2 separate regions of the Danio rerio genome follow, and region 2 is linked to region 1. A link is a contact called in public Hi-C data. All regions are on one chromosome and are shown on one strand. The core of a region is the stretch at or near the end of the contact, and the rest is flanking DNA. Distances in the headings are between cores, read along the strand shown.

Region 1 (2,700 bases), core at 73-2,572:
AGTTCCTATATGGCATAACTGCAAAAAATTTCAGAATCTTCATTTCTAAGTCAAAAAAAAAAGTTACTACTTTTTCTTGGGTATAAAATTCAGTTTGCTCTAGTTTACCACCTGGAAACATAAAATCTGACAAGTTTACCACCTGGAAACATAAGATCTGACATGTAATACATTCTTGTTTTCATATTTAAACAACAAATACAAATAATTAAGTCCTACCCAATTGGTGAAAATTTTATTCTCAATTAGTCTTTATAAGATTTAACTTACTGTAAACTTGCATCTGAGTTCTCAATTGACCACATACCTTCTATTTAAAGTGTTCCAGTAGACTGGCTCCATGTTGGTCGCATCCACTGCTAAACTCTCCATCAGGAAGATTAATAGAAATCCCAAAGCACTGACCCAGTCCGAGAACGCCATGGCCACCCAGGCTCCCCTCGTCTGGATTCCCATGTTCCTCTTATAAGACAAATGAATGGGACCTAATAGAGACAAAAGACTAGTAGAGGGCTGAACTTCACCAGATCCCTCAGCGCTTGAGGAGGTGCTGTGACCGCAACATCCACATCTGAAACACCCGGAGCTCAAATCTCTGAATGTTTGTGGAAGAAATCAGATTCAGAAACATCAACCTCCTTTGTTCCATTCAAAGCAAGCAATGACCTCAAATGAAAGTCGCAAGTATTGTCAGATTTGAGAAGGCACTGCCATATGCTCAATGTATGAATCTGATTCGAGGTGAATTTCAAACAATGTTATGATTGTGGATGTGGTGAAGTTGAAGGTTTTGAAGTGCACGCAGACTGATGCGGGGCGCCAGGTCCACTGCGGGTGATTTTTAGAAATGTTTCTCCATCAACCGCAGCATTAGCATTTCTATCAAGGACCCCAAGTTGTATTTTGACTCCCGATGAGACACTGAACATCCACCCTGAACAAATAACTCAGTCATTCAGCACACAAAAGTGTCGTCCGTCAGCGTTAGTGCAGGAAACGTTTTCTGAGGTCCAAAATCAAACTTTTCGTTCATCCAAAACATTCACGTAACGTTTTATTCATCCAAAACATTCACGTAAATGTGAGGTCCAGTCCTGCAACAACGGTGAGGATGTCCACCAAGACTTACTCAATGAATTAGAGTTCGACTGGAAAAACAAGAAACACAACCGGTTTGGGGCATTAAAAGAAACAATGTGACAATAATCGATAAGAGTCGATTATAATAGACGCCGAAAGGTAGGAAACAAGAAACGAGGTAGTCCTGTGGTCAACAGAAACAACGCGTGCCGTTCGCTCCGTCCGATTCTCTGCTGCTCTGCAAAGTCTCGAGCTTTGACTCGCGCGCCGGCGGCATTGTTGCCAGATCCCCAGAGAAACAAGCAACCAGGTTTGAAAATACAAGCTTAAACGAAATAGTAATTGACGGCAATTGCGTTGATTTTAAAATGTTTGGCGATTATACCATTATCATGTTTAACTGTAAATACAGTAAACAGTTTAATTTAACAGATTAAAACACGTATTTAATAAAGTACATATTTAAAAAGACGCTACAAACACATAACATTACTAATTGTGATATAATAGTAATATTTGTTGTTGTTTTTTTTCATTGAGTGAAATGTGTTGCTTTTTTTAATTGCTTATAATAAGCGGACATGGCAACAACTGCTGGTGGTGACCGCGTTTGATAGACTGCCAGAAAGGAGAGTTTGGATGTTTTGAGAAAAGCTTCTCTCATGAGGATTTTGTTTAGTACTCTCAAATTTAAATGTCACTACAGCTTATCGGGCAACGAATCAAACATATTGGCTGCGGGGTCGGAAGGGTTTGAAGTATTTGAATGAAACAAGGAACCCGCCTCAACTTTAGTCTAGTTGCTCGAGGCGTATCAGGATAGGGTTTGTTTAGTTAAACCTTATGCCTCTAAAAATTGCCTCTAAAGATAGCACAAAAGGGCAAAACTGGTTTGTTAAGGGAATCTACCTGTAAAATCATTGAATACGCCTACAGTTTGATCCTAAAGAACACAAAATTAAAAAGAACACTAGAGTCCATCTTACAATGTTAAATATCAAACATTGAGACCTATAATAATCTAGATTATTGAATCTTTTGCCATGTCACTCAAGCTTCTCTCTTAGGATCTGAAGAAATGTGAACGTACTGCCTCATAGTGGAGAACAGCTGCAAAGCATGTCAAAACTCCCAAATAATGAACAACAGAGGCGGTGATTTGGGGGTCCTAAGCAATTCCAGGTATGGGTCCCAAGCAATGAAACTCGAAAGATTCTCTTTCTCTAGATATTCCTTTCCCTGTAGATTTGTTTTGTAAATAAACTGCGTGTTAAAAATATATCTTAAGAGGAACCCCTGGTTAAAAAACAACAACAATAAAATCTTAATGGTTAATCCTAAAAGAGAAAAAAGCAGCAAAAATATTAAGATGGGTTGAAGATGATATTCAATTTAAGCCAGTAAAACTAGATTTAAGATTTAAACAGTGGAGTTTGCAAGGTACAACATCCTTCTGTCTCATCACTACTGATAATGAATTAGAAAGTTTTCAACAACTTTTGAATACATATAACTTTTCAACTACCTTTAAGTTAGAGACTACTTTAGTAAAAACAGAATAGATTCAGAAAAAAATAAAAAACAACAGTAGTGCAGGTATTTATATACTTACAGAAAGGT
Region 2 (2,973 bases), core at 7-2,506, 55 kb before region 1:
GTCTGCCCATTCTCACAAGTCTCATACACCAGTCTTTTCTGATCCTTCCTTTAACAAACGAATGAATCGCCCACTGTAAGCGTGTAGACTGCTAAATCAATTATTTCCCCTCACACTTCCAATAATATCCAGGTAAGCACAGCCTCTTCATGACTCATGACTTCAGGATCTGTTTGTCTTCGCGGCTGTGTTAGTAGGCGGGGCGCAAGTTTAAATTTTCCCGGGTGTGCGCCCACAACAATTCTGTTTCGTAGTCAGGTCACGCCGAAAGACTCGTTATGAAGATTCATTCTAACCACTATGAGTCGACTCTTTTTTTTAGATGAATCAATAGTTTTAAAAACTCTCCACTTTCAGATTTAAGCCTTAGCTGGATATTTCACTTCACTTTAATCTGTGTTACACACAACATGGAAGCTCATTTTCGAAAACACACAATAGGGGCTCTTTAAGCAATGTATTTTTGATTGTCTGCAGAAGAAACACTGTTATACAATGACTTGAATAATTACTCAAATTAAGCCTTTATATTGCACTTTAATCTGAATGCTTGTATTTTGAAAAATATCTAGTAAAATATTATGTGCTGTCATCATAGCAAAGATAAAGGAAATCAGTAATTAGAAATTAGATGTCAAAACTATTATGTTCAAAAATAAGTAAAAAAAGAAAACTTATTTCCATTAAACAGAAATTGGGCAGGAAAAGGATTGCTAATAATCAGGAGAGCTAATAATTCTGACTTCAACTGCATATATACTGTCATATATACACATTTGTTATTTTATTTAGCCTATTTTTATTACACACAAATATGTGTAAGCATTTGAAAGCTGCTGTCTGCCACACTGAGTCAATAAAACATTGAGTCTGCAGTTTATCATTGACTTGTTAGCGAAGAACCCTTACTTTTGACATCCCTACAAACAGCTAAGCAAGGAAAGAGGAAGAGGATAAGCGGAGAGGTGTGTAGGCGTGGAAAAACAGTAGTCTGGAAGGTGCTGATGATGGTTGTGGAAGACAAGAGGCCGTGGGTTTAACAAAGAAGATGAAAAGCAGACATGACACACACTGCAGTTCAGACTTTACAGTCTACATGTTCTCCCGGCAGTCGAAAAATCACAGACGAGAGAGCACAACGGATGACTTCAGTAATTGAGATGATGATCTGCGATGATGTAGATAAAAGCATGTCTGGAGTAGACATGAAAAAAGAAAACAGTCAAAGAACATTCCGAAAAAAAAACCTCACATGCTGACCCGCTATGCCTCTCTCCCAAAATTCCCCTGCTCCCTACACAACCCCCACCTGTGAAAGGGGGATTGACCCATGATGACCAATGATGGGAGCAACAACAGCTCGAAAAGATGGTTTTAACCCCCGACAAATCAGGCCAGCGACCAAGTCAACCTTTTCAGCCCACTAGGAATTAGCACAATCTGTTTGGGCTGCACAAACCCAGAGTAATTTTCCCTAAGTAAGCTCAAGTTCCTGCTGGCAAGAGGGCCTCCATGACCTCATTATCTGGCAGCTGTGCCAGGGCAGGCCTAAAGGGGGCAGCACGCAATATGAGACACATTTTGCGTGTGTGAGAGATTATCTGTGAATACATTCCAACCTACAGAAAAGGCCTTTCATTAAAAGCAAATATCTCCGATAAAACCATGCCAGGGCCAGCTTGTCCAAGGACACCATGAGAAATGTTTTCAAGGATGCGTTTACAGTGCAGTTCTGATTCATTTAATCATGGATGCATAACGTTTAGGCATTCAGTTTTAACATTATCACTATTACAAATAAATATAAAAGCTTGGACAGCTTTTACTAAACACCCAAAACAATGCTCTGTACTGGACAAATTGTACAAGCTATGTGTGTTTATGCATCTGTACCAGCTGTGACTACACAACGAGCTTATGAAATGGGTAGTCAAATCAAGGAACTGGGAGTGAATAAACCTTACTGTCCATGCATTAAGAGGCAGACTAGCAGTTAGCAGATGTTGCAGTCTTCAGGCTTCTTGTTAGCATGCCCACCTCTTCCATGCTGGAAGAGTTTATTCAAACCCAGCTCAGATCAGAGCAAGCAAAACTTAAAAGGTTGTGTTGGTGCCGTGACCCTGATGGGAATGAGGTTAAGTAGTGTGAGTATAATGCTGCGTTCACTCCAGACGGGGATGAATCAAGCATCAAGCTCAAGTGATTTACATGCTAAGTAAATGCAAAAACGCAAATAGACATAATGCATCGCAAAACACAAATGAAGCGCGATAAAGCATCAATCACGAGTGATTTACATGTTAAGTCAATGCAAAGAAACGAATAGACATCCCGTGGCACAATACACGCAAATAAAGCACGGATGAAGCGTCAAGCGTGAGTGATTTACATGTTAAGTCAATGCAAAGAAGCGAATAGACATCCTGTGGCGCGATACACGCAAATAAAGCGTGGATGAAGTGTCAATTGCGAGTGATTTAAATGTTAAGTCAATGCAAAGATGCGAATAGACATCCTGTCGCACAATGCTGAATCGCTTGAGTTGGAAAATTTGAATTTTTGCGGATATTGGCGCCATGTTAAACAGGAGCTTGCTTTTTGTAGGGGCATGATTATGACGTAGCGCCTGTTGTTAATGTTCCGAGGGCAAATCCTCCTGCTGACACCAGACAACAGCTCCACAAACTAGGCTCGGCTCACTGATGTAGGTATGAAAGCCTCCATCATGTAGGTATAGTTTCGGAGGGATTTGATGAACTCACAGAGCTGGGTGCTCCTCTGAAACACTCTAGTGGACTAGACATGGCTTCGAATAAATAAATGCTGTTATTCAGCCTTCCTAAAGCACATAAACACAGCTATTCTTTCAATAGAATTCATGCTAGCCATTTAGCAATGAAGTTAGAGTCACCAGAAAACAGAAGCCAAGACCATGACGCGGATCTACATCTATTGTGAAGTGAATTTGACGTG

What was found. A called contact is a pair of places that touch in the nucleus more often than the background predicts.
Region 2: a contact with region 1 is called in a Hi-C map of an unstated tissue, with 5 times the contacts expected there. The contact joins the enhancer-like site here to the promoter of efnb3a in region 1. A contact is called at or near these places in 2 of 18 Hi-C or Micro-C datasets (caudal fin and an unstated tissue) and 1 of 4 datasets of contacts at active chromatin or transcription factors (gastrula embryo).

What each region holds. Positions count from the first base shown.
Region 1 is chr10:27,430,957-27,433,656 of GRCz12tu, reverse strand. It overlaps efnb3a (ephrin-B3a), which reads right to left and starts at 1,322. Exons shown (of 5, transcript XM_687578.8): 1 at 308-1,322. The coding sequence starts at 456.
Region 2 is chr10:27,485,909-27,488,881 of GRCz12tu, reverse strand. The region is part of intron 2 of efnb3a (ephrin-B3a); the gene reads right to left. Among named protein-coding and RNA genes, the nearest start is that of efnb3a, 55 kb to the right of the region's middle. Within about 2 kb of position 1,256, at least 5 of the 62 cell types and tissues checked have an H3K27ac peak or open chromatin away from gene starts, as enhancers often do.